Regions from separate parts of the Gossypium hirsutum genome. Here region 1 is linked to region 2. Evidence: chromatin contacts called from public Hi-C data. All regions are on one chromosome and are shown on one strand. Each heading gives the region's core, a stretch centred on a gene start, on an enhancer-like site or on the middle of the called end of the contact. The rest is flanking DNA. Distances are from core to core; before and after follow the strand shown. Region 1 holds the start of LOC107928739 (GDP-mannose transporter GONST2). Region 2 has its middle 28 kb from the start of LOC107928765.

What was found. A called contact is a pair of places that touch in the nucleus more often than the background predicts.
Region 1: a Hi-C map of leaf shows a contact between it and region 2, with 6 times the contacts expected there. The contact joins the promoter of LOC107928739 here to the enhancer-like site in region 2. A contact is called at or near these places in 15 of 34 Hi-C or Micro-C datasets (anther, callus, cotyledon and 3 more).

The regions. Positions count from the first base shown.
Region 1 is chrD03:45,182,022-45,187,716 of Gossypium_hirsutum_v2.1, reverse strand. It overlaps LOC107928739 (GDP-mannose transporter GONST2), which reads left to right and starts at 4,134. Exons shown (of 10, transcript XM_016859995.2): 1 at 4,134-5,501.
Region 2 is chrD03:45,120,936-45,126,947 of Gossypium_hirsutum_v2.1, reverse strand. No RefSeq gene overlaps it. Among protein-coding and RNA genes, the nearest start is that of LOC107928765, 28 kb to the right of the region's middle. Within about 2 kb of position 3,812, at least 3 of the 9 cell types and tissues checked have an H3K27ac peak or open chromatin away from gene starts, as enhancers often do. A contact at or near this core is called in leaf, where this site is marked.

The DNA of each region.
Region 1 (5,695 bases), core at 2,885-5,384, 60 kb before region 2:
AGGAAAACATCATATTCATAGCTTCTTTATGAAAACTTTTCTCGAGGATTAAACTCAAAACTTCAGGAGGATGATCAGGATGAGTGTTTGGTTTACAAGGAATGGAGAATGGTGATGGTGGTGGCTGTTGTTTCTATTTTCCTTTTTTCTTTGAAGATGATGGTTGAAACATGAACACTTCAACAGGTTTTGGATTCGAAACATGGGTGGTTTCAGGTAATCTGGTTAGGATGTCAGCGATAACATTATCCTTACCTTTAATAAGAATGACATCAAAGGAGAATCTAGAGAACCATTCTGCCCAGCGGAGAAGTTGTGGATGAGGAACTTCTTTCTATTTGAACTTTATCATTTTTGGAAAAGATAACATATCCATTTCAACAAGGAAATGATATCCTGTTAGATGAAACTGGAATTTGGTAATTCCATATTTCACTGCAAGGATTTCCTTGAAAGTAGAGTGATAATGGATTTCTGCATCTGAGAACCTTCCACTTTTATATCCACAAAGTCTTCTTTTTCCATTGTCTTCTTCAAAGAGAATTGCTCCCTAGTATTTATCACTTGCGTCTGTTTGCAAAATTCGTTTCTCATTGGAAGGAATTTGTAATGGTGGCAGGTGGGCTGCCTTTTCTTTCAATTGTCTAATGGCTTTTATCTGTTTGGACTTCCAGGGCGGTGAATCTTTCTTTAGCATCTTCCTTAAAAAATTTGTTAATTTTGCTATCTTGGGAATAAAATCCCTGAGATAATTAACAATTCCAAGAAATTACTGAACTTGTTTCTGAGAAAGATTGCTATCTGGAAATTTTTTCAGTTCTTCGGCAATGTTTGGACTCGGTTGATATTTCCCATTTTTGATGATCATTAATGAAGAAGTCAGTGACAAGTTCCTACCTTTCAAGAGGCTACGACAAAAGGACCCACATAATCCCTATTTATTTATATTGCATGTTGAGGGCTTTTCTACCATTCTTAATGAGGCTAGGGGTGTAAATGAACAGAACGTTTGATGAACTGTTCGTGAACCGTTCGTATAATGTTCGTTTATTAAGCTAAATAAACGAGCATGAACAAAATTTTTATGTTCGTTTAATAAACAAACAAACACAAATAGATGTATGTTCGATTCGTTTATGTTCACGAACAAGCTCGTTTATTGACTCATTTATTTATTAATGATTTTCTTATAAAAATTCCATTAGCATATATTAATAAAATTATCTTAAAACTCGTTTATTGTTCTATTAGTATATATTAATAAAATTATCTTGGTTTGTATTTTTTTCATTTATAATATAATTATTAATATTTATATTTGACTATTTTATATCTAAATAATATATGTGTGTGTATGTATTTATTGTTTGTTTGTTTATTATTTATTAACATTGCTCGTGAACATGTTCAATTAAGTTAAATGAACATGTTTGTGAACATTAAACAAACGAACATGAACATACATAATTTTAAATAAATGAACATGAACAAAAATTTGAAATTCTTAAAGAACACAAACTGAACACGAACAAGCTTAAAAATAAACAAACGAACATGGACAAAGGTTTTTCATTCAAGCTCGGTTCATTTACAGCCCTAAATGAGGCTAGTAGATCTGGTTTGATAAAAAAGGCTTGGATTGGAATAGGAAGGTTGGCAATCAACCATCTGTTTTTTGCGAATGATTGCATACTGTTCAGAGATGCTTCAATTATTGGTGCAAAGATAATACGACAAATTATTACAGAGTACGAAAATGCTTTTGGCCAAAAGGTTAACTATGATAAATCCCTAATTTATGTCAGTTTGAATATGGAAAGTTCAATTAGGGACCTCATAGGTGGTGTTTCGGGAGTATAAGTGTCGACTAATCCGGAGAAATACCTAGGTTTACCTACGATGGTTGGCAGACGTAAGAAAGAGGCCTTTCACCATTATCTGAATCGATTTAGCAAGAAAGTTGAATGTTGTAGTATAAGATATCTATCTATGGGTAGCAAAGAGGTGTTTATTAAGGCGATACTACAAGCTATACCTCTATATACAATGCAATGTTTTCTTCTACCTAAAATTATGTGTAGTAAACTGGAAAACATTCTCAACAAATTTTGGTGGGGAAACAACAAATCATCTAATGGTATTCATTGGAGTACATGGCATTCACTCTATTTACCGAAAGTTTGTGGAGGATTAAGTTTTCGTGATTTGACTAAGTTTAACGATGCTTTGCTAGCCAAACAATGTTAGCGTATTTTATCTAATCCATTGAGTTTGTTGGCACAAGTAATGAAAGTCAGGTATTACCTGGATTTAGAATTTATGAATGTTCAGTTAAGTGCTTACCCATCATTTACCTAGAGAAGTATTTTGAGTGCTCGGGGTTTAATCAAAAAGGGAGTCGGTTGGAGAATTGGCATAAGTGAGAATATAAATATCTGGAATGATTCTTGAATCCCTGGACCTGGAAATGAAAGAATACAGGTTCAGAACATAGATATCAGGTACACAAAAGTATCAAAATTAATTAATCATAATTCCAATACCTGGGTAGAAGAAAGAGTGAGACTCTTTTTTTATGAAGACCATGTAGAGAGAATCCTATGTACTCCACTTGCCCAATCAAAGCCAATAGACAAATTGGTGTGGAGACATGAAGGTTTTGGTGAATATTCTTCTAAGAGTGGTTACAGGCTTCTGCTAGACGAAGAGTTACAAAACAAGGGTCTACGTTCTACAGCCATGCCTAATTTAGTTACAACATTCTACATTAATTTGTGGGCACTACAGCTCTGAACAAAAATCAAGATTGAAGTATAGAGATTCGCAAAAAATTATCAACCAACTTTTGATAATTTACAACGCAGAAAACTACAAGTTAAAAATGTCTGTCCCTTGTGCAATTCAGCTGAAGAATCTATTGACCATTTGTTACGACATTGCTCTGTTTCCAAGAAAGTTCTAGACTCATTGAATGTTACGACTATCCTTACCTCACATAATTCAGATTATAAAACATGGTTAGCAGAGGTTTTCATGCAACCTAACACAAGATTAGAGAAGTTATTGGTGATATCTTACTGGGCAATTTGGTTTGGCATGCATGAAATAAGCTTGCTCATGAAGGTGTTAGATAATTAGTGCAGGGTTTGACAGTGTTTATTAAGGCACACCTAGTAGAGCTAGAGGCTCTGGGTGAACTAAATCCATCAGTTTTTTTACCTAAACAGGAGAAATGTGTACCACCAGGTTCTGACAGTATTAAACTTAATTTTGATGCATCTTTTAGCCCTAATACAAAAACTTCTATCTCAAGAGTACTGGCTATAAATTCTTCAGGTCTTATTATGGTTGCATGTACTTACCCCCACCATGGTGTTACTGATGCCTTCATTGCCGAAGCACGGGCGTATGAGTAGGCCATCATCTTTGCGGCTGAGTTAGGATTTTGATCAGTACAGATGGAGGGCAATTCACTTACTGTCACTGGGAAATTGAATTCTCCTACATTAGACAAGTCTATCATTAGCCCGATTGTTCAAGATATTAAGGCAAAATTGGGGATATTTGCAAAAGTCACCTTTTGTTTTGCTGGAAGACAAGCCAACATCATTGCTCACGCACTGGCTGGAGAAGGTTGTCGATTCTCGATCTAGCCGTACTGGATAGAGAAAGCGTCATTTATGGTGGAACGGGCAGCCAAAAGAGACTTGCAACAATGGTTTCATCAGAATTAATCTGCACCTGACTGCTTTGGAATTTGGAGATTTTCTAATCTTTTACCTCCAACTGGTTCCTAAAGCACTTCTCTCTCTTTTGATATCAACGGTTTGTTCACACACTAGAATTTTAAAACTTGGATTGGAGAGAGGTTTTTGACTGGTTTTCATCGGTTTAGGAGGAAAGCAAGGAAAGAGTTTTGTGTTTTTTTTTTTTCAGATGGTAACCTTTCCTTATCTGTTGGTTGCCTTTTCAAATCTTGGACAATGTATTGAGGGGCCTGAGGGTTCTTTATTTGTCTTATGGTTTAGTGGGTTGGTGCATTAAACCGACACCATCTTTCCTTGCCTTTAATTAATGGAAACAGATTTCTTTTTTGTTAAAAAACTAAATCAAATCAATATTTCTTGTAAAAAAAAACTACACAAAAATAAAAATCTTTTATAACATTACACTTATCTCTAAATTTTTCTTCTCCCCTCTCTTTATGAGGTCCTTCACTCCTAAGTTTTCTTTGGTTTTTTAGCTTCCTATGAGCAACCACTCAACCTCCGGGTTTGGCACCACTCACATTTTTATTTCAATTTTTTTCTTTTTTTTTATTTATGTCATTCAGCATAATGATTTCAAGATCTAGCCTCCTTTCTAACGGTTTGTGATCGTTGGTGAGAGGTTGTTGTCTATTTGCTCCATAGGTTCTCCCATGTTTGGTTGTTTATCCCTCTTGTCTTTGGTAAGGCCTTGCCTTTGACAAACTTTGCTTCTTCTTTGGCACTTTTTTGAAGTCTCATCGATTATGACCAGCTGTCACGGTGTCATTGCACAAGATCTGCTTGTGGTGGTTGTGTTGCCAGTGCTTGGCTTTGGCTTCTCCTCCATTTGGTGTCCTTGTCGATCCTGTGGTGGTTGTCAACGTCTTTTTTAAGGTTTCACAGTGGCATTGCTTCCACTAGAGGCATGCCCAATTACAGTAACCTTTGTTTCTCGGAGCATTTTTCCTCTCTTCCCCATGCATGACAGAAGCGTTCTACTAAGGTTCTTTGAGAACCTATTTGTTTAGTTGGGCTCAACTCATGGGCTTTGTATTGGTTGGTAACTTGTTTTTTTATGAATGAATCTCATCACTTTGGGCGTCCAATGCTATAACATCGCTACTCCAAGTTTAGGGCTTTTTTTCTTCGGGGCAAAAAGATGAAGCATTAAAGCTCAAATTAGTTTGTTGATGGGCTTTAGAGTCCTCCATTTTCGTACCAAAAAGAAAGGCATATATTCCGCTGGAAACTCATCAAAAGAGGGGAATCCATGTGCCTGTCACCCTTCAACCCTTGAATTAAAATACAAATAAATCCATAATCGGAAAAAGGAGGACTGAGTTGCTTGTTCAGTTTACAATGGCGAAATTCAGACAACATGTGACTTTGTGGCAACCTCGGGAGTTGCTCCAAGATCCATTATTCAAATTCCCTTACTTGCCTGGAATCTCGCTCTCCATTTCGCTTTTTTCACGCTCATTCCACTACGCATTTAAAGTTTTATACTTCAAACTTGTCTTTCTCCATACTTTTGGATCTCTCATTTTTCTTCCCCTTTGCGTGCCATTTCAAAAGAGTTTTTCACATTCAGTTTTCACGTCTTTTGCATGTTCCTTTGCCTCTGTCGGTTCAGTTTCCTCTTTCATTTCCAACGCCTTTGATTGGACTCTCATCCTTTCATTTTTCCCCCTCTATAACCTTTCAGGGTGGGAGGTTACTGAATTTGAAGCTTGAAGGGAACCAATCAAATTGGTAACTTCTTCAAATTCTTGGGTTATGTTTAAATTTTTTGAATTTTGTTTTTATGTTTGCCAAATGTTTGATAAAATCTTGGCATTGCTGACAAGGGTTTTCAATTGAATTGACTATATTGCTTTAAATTTCCCTTAGTGGTAAATTTTTTTCTTTTTTTGGGATGGTCAAAATTAGAGTGACAAAAGCAGGGC
Region 2 (6,012 bases), core at 2,563-5,062:
AACAATAGATAACAAATTTTTGCAAACGTGAGGAACATGAAATACATTCTTGAGATGTAAGGTTCTGTTACCAGAGGGAATAGATGAGGATCCTACATGAGAAACAAACACACAATAACCATTTACCATTAACAATTTACTAGTACCTGGGTATTCAGCAGCTCCATTAAGATTGAAGAGGTCATTAGTCACATGATTAGTAGCCCCTGAGTCTGGATACCAGACTTGTTCACCAGCATTGGCAGAAATAGAATTGAAATGACATTTTGGCTTAGGAGGTCCTAACTAAGGGAAGTTGCTTGTCTAGAACTTTATATTAACTTGAGGTTACCAATTATGATAAGAAGCAATAGAGACATTAACTTGTTTACGAGGGCAAAATAACCACCTTGCACACCTTGGCTGTAATATTTATGCTGTGGAAAGGTACCACATCTCTCAGCAAACTAACCCTGATAAAAAAAATTAATGGTAATTCACATTGATTTGCACCATTTGATCCATGTCAGACACACCATAAAACTTTTAATCAAATTTATAGTAGCATTTCTATAGTATATGCCCAATCCGGCCACAAAGCTTACATTGAGGTCGATTGTGAAAAAAAATCCTCCACGACCTCTGCCATGGTAGTAAATCTTGCCATCTCTAAATTGCTGCTTGTATCCTTGATTGTAATTCCTATTAGAACCACTATTGGACTCAATACTCTTGGACTTATCCATTTCACCATATTTCTGTTGCTAGAACATATTAGCTTATATAGGGAGACTAGCTACAAATTCAAGCTACCTTGATTCACAAATAATTAACATTTTAGCAAGAAGTTCAAGAGTAACATTAGTTGTTGAAGCCACTACTCGAACTGACTCATACTCAATTGGGAGCCTATAAGAATGATGCTCACTTGTTAGTGATAAGAAATAACACTTCTAGCTGCAAACAAAACATCACACATACCCTTGATCTTAGATAAGTATGCTTTAATAGTCAACTGACTTTTTTTTAGAATCAACATATGCCTTAGACTCGATGGTTGTCCACACATCAAAACAGGTATTAGCACTAGTTAGATATACTAATACATCATCACACACAGTAGATAGCAATAATAATGCCAACAAATTATCTTGTTGTTTATGCAATAAAAATCTGGAATTGTCAACCAAGTTACCATCTGCATCAACTATAAGCTAAGGAACAGTAACAAGTCCTAATACATAGTCTTGCAAACCATACATTTTAAGAATGAGCATGATCTGATGTTTCCAAATAAGGAAATTACTCTCACTAAGTTTAACAGTCTCATGTTTTGAAAACTGTTGAACTCTTCTGGCTACTCCACACACGATTGACATTGGTTCTAAATTGTGAGAATTTACCTGTTCAACAGCATTTAAAGAAAAATGATATTGATTACCATCATTTTTAGATACCACTTTCTGGAGCCATGAAGATCAACACTGGAATGCACAATAAGAACTTCTTTTACAACCTGATATCAACAATATGCACTTCACACAACCAAAAAAACCATTGGCTCTGGTACCATGTTTGAATCAACGCAAAAACGAAAAAGAAGAGAGAAAAAAAAAAGAAATGGTCTACTTTTTTTATTTCATTACCTCTAATAATCCAAAGGACCGAGCTATCTCATTTATACAAGTTTAGCTAATGAACAAACTAAGAGATTTAGTACCAACAGTCAAGCCTAACCGATTCTCAACTGATAAACTAACTGAAATGAACTCATTACAACAACTTACTGACTTAACTAACACCTAACAGATTGCTTAACTGTATTACCTAACTACTAACAGAATCACCAAACTACAAACAACCTACTAACAAACTAAAGTAACTACACAAAGCTTCAGTTAGCTCAACCATGCTTATACCTTAATAATGGATTTCAGGGTTTAGGTTTTGGGTAGTATGAGGATGGTGAAATCCATTGTTAAAACATGAATATAGATAATATTTAATCTTTTAATTCTACTTAAACTCCTTAAATTTCTTATTAGCAATCCCTTCATATTTGTTGTTGACTACTCTTAACTATAGCTAAACACATTTTTAGTGCATTATTGCAAAACCTTCTCAACTTGGCATTTTTCTTAGCATTTTTTTCACCAATTCCATGATGTGTAAGGAGACCTATGTTGGTTTTTTTGGTACATAGGAGCGGTCCAAGTCCATTTTAATTAATGATGGCCCTAGGCTTAGCTACACCAATCATGTCCTCTTGGAAAGCAATAAAGATATTTGGTCTTTCATCATAAGTTACAAAATTTTGTTGATGGATTCACCATATATGCCGTGTTCTTTTTGCTAGTAAAACAAATCAAAATTTGGAGGTGTGGTGAAGATTCATGGCTTTGAAGGTCTGGTTAAAGAAAAAAGAAGGAAAAAGAAATGAATGAGAAAAAAAATAGAGAAAGGCCAAAGAGGAATGAGAAGAAAGGAAAAGAACAGGAAAAAAATAAAGAAGGAAAAACAAAGAGGTTAAAAAGTAAAAAAAAAAAAGTTTTAAATTATGTGGTGCCTTCCATGTCAGCATTTAATAGGTCGTGTCATTTTCATAACACCTTTAACGCTAGGTAACATCATAGTGACTAAAATATTACAAATTGATAATGTTAGTAACTAAAACATAATAAATTAAAGTTTAATAACCAAAACGTAATATAAACCATATATAAGTGACTATTTTTGTAGTTTACCCTTTTATAAAATATACATGTTAAAGGTATGGGTAGGGCCTACTTTTAACAAGGTGCTTTTAAATTCGGAAAAATTTTGATTCTCAAAATTTAAGAAAAATAAAACGAGTTAAATGCTCAATCTGTATTAGATATTATAATTATTTAAGTTTATTTTTTTACCTAATTAATATTTAGATACCATTTATACCTAGATATTGCAATTATTAAACTTGATTTTTACGAAATTAATATTTAGATACTACTTTGTACTAGTTTACCAAATTAAACTAAAAATGTTACTAAATTTATCATAAAAAATTATAAATTCTATAAAATAAATCAAATTTAAAAAAAATTTGAAAAACTTTGGGGAACGTAAATTCATTATCTTTTAAACACTAATTATAATATTAAAATAAAAAAATTCTAAAACTTAAAAAGTTTTAAAAGAAATTTTACAAAATTTAAGGGGATCAGGGCCTTGCCACCCCCTAAATTTGCCTCTGTTTAAAACAACCTTAAACATTTGATTAACATGTAGTTATTGATTGAAAAGTTTATTAGATTTTCATGTGAATTTTATTTCACCACTTTAATGGCAACAAGTAACTAAGTTAATTGGACATACTACTAACATTATGAAAAAGAAGGATCAAATCATGTTAAATTAAAATAGAGAGATTAAAAATTTAATTTTAACATAGTATAGGGACTAAAACCAGAACTAGCCCAAAAAATTTACAAATGAATAATGAAAAAAAAAGAGAAAACATAGGTAAAATAGTTGGGTGGCAATATTAGGTATGGAAAAATAATACATGTCAGGTGAAATTTTTTTGCATGTTATTATACCTGTTTTAATGATTTAGAATTCTGGCTCTCTCTTTTCATCTTTGATTTAATTAGCATGATTATTGTAATAATTAAGAAAGTTTCGGTTCGAATTTGAATATACGTATTATTCGATTAAAAAATTTCGAATAATTGTAGTAGTAAAAATTATATAAATGTTAAGTTTTCAAATTCAAATTTTATAATACGTAAACGTCATTCAACAAATTTTAATCTTTTAAAATTGGCCCATATGTATGTGTGTAGCCCATTACAAAATTTATAACTTAGACCCAAACTCTGTTCTTGATATACACAATTTACTTCATTTTTGCAGTGGAGTTTCGATTGGATTATATTAATTTTTATATTATAAGGCTTCTTAATCAGGTAAAGAAGTTTAGCGCAATCGTATATTCCAAAACACAAATTATTTAGCTTTTATCTTTCACCCCCATTTTTATTTTATCTCAACCAAATCACAAAATTCTCCAATTTCCCTTGCTTTCCATATAAAGGCATCGCGTTGGAGTGGGAAAGGTTGTGGAAATGCAAAATTCTACCCAAGCTGAAAGCATTGTATATCCACCTAACTTAAAGCTAGTCTTTTGCGCCAACCATGTACTATTCCTCGCTCCTAACCTTCTTGTCTTATTGGTATACGTTTGTAAACTTGTGCCTAACTATCTAAAAGTGATTTGTAAATAGTGGAAGTATCACTTGAAAATTACATTTGATTTAGGGGAGTTTCCAAAGCAATTATTTTTCCAAGGTTTTGTTATATCCAAAAGGGAAATTGTTAGTTTTTACTTTCAAATGTTTTAATATAACAAATCAAATTTGCAAAAATTCAATTGATTATTTATAAAATATTTTCAAGTATTATAAAATTATTGAGAAATAAAGCAGAAGAAGGATCGTATTCAAGTTGTTCAACTCGAGAAAGAGGTATTCAGATCTGACATGTAAAAAAAGATATAAACAAATTTAGAAATAAAAAGAACGAAAACACTAAAAAACAAAGAAATTTAAGAACAAACAAACAATAAAAATAATAAATAAATAAACGAAAATTAGAAGAAAAAAAAATAAAGTGAAAGATGAAATGAATAAACTAATAGATATGATGGATAGATGGATAAATGTCTAATTGAATCATTTGCGATATAAATCCCAACAAACTCAATTAACGGCTCTAATCAACCCTCCAAGAAATAATCCTTGACAAATTGAAGGATGAAAAATGAATTCTCATGACTCATTGCAGAAAATCAATAAGAAAATTACTTTTGAAAATCACAAGAAAGAATACTTAAACAATATCCAAAATTCCTATAATGAAACTCTAATTAATCTAAACAATAAGTCATTCTAAACTAAACTTTCTTTTTGATTAGGAAACATCAAATTCCTAAACAACTTAAAATACTTAAACAATATCCAAAATTCAGAATAAATAAATAATAAAATCTAATAAATACAATATTGGACTCATATATAATAAAAATTAAGCCTAAAAATCGAATTCAATATGATTTAAACTCGAATTAAAAGCCTGAAACTCGTAATTTCCATAATAATCCCGTTTAGAAATCCTGCTCATGTAATTTTCACTTAAACGATCATAACTTAAGCTCCTGAACTTTAAAATGAGTGATTCAAAGTGCATTGCGAAGCTAAGAGATAGATTTTCAAATGATATGAGACATGTCAACCCAGAAATGCCTGGACCCCATCCAAAAAGTCGCCGCAAGTTGGCTGATTTTTCAAACTTGAAAATTGATAGCTTCGATAAATGAAATTTAATAAATTTCACCACATCTGTGCATGTATCAAAAACTCAAAAACAAACTTCCAAAATTCCTTGAACTTTTACAAATGTTTTTGAGTACTCCGAAGACTTTTCATACATGTTTCTAAGCCTTTTCTAAACAATTTTTAGGCTAAGTATCAATACCCCTTAAACAATGTCTCACAACACTTTCTAGAGGGATATTGTATATTGATACCTTGTAACAAGTTATCAATACCTAGCAGCTAAGTATCGATACCTATGATACCTGGCATGGAAGGTACCTGTACATGGAAAGTAAGTAGTCATAACATTATCTAAAATAGTATGGTAATGATACATGTTCATTAAATATCAATATATGCTAATGTGGTATTGATATACGAATAATTTTTTTAAATACCATCATACATGTCAAAAGAATAGTAGGTATCAATACCCATACATTTGTAGCAACTATTTTTCTTCAAGGTATCAACACTACGACTTGCAAGTTGTCATTAATATACGAATTTAATACTCTCAACGACTAGAAACTCCTTCCAACAACCTCGGATGGCTACATCTATAAATAAGATCCAAAAACACTCAAATGAAAATATTGTTTTTAAAGTTTCAACAATTAAAGTGCAAAAGTCTCATCTTTCATTTGTTACACTCTTTTGTTAATTTTTTTTCATTTTA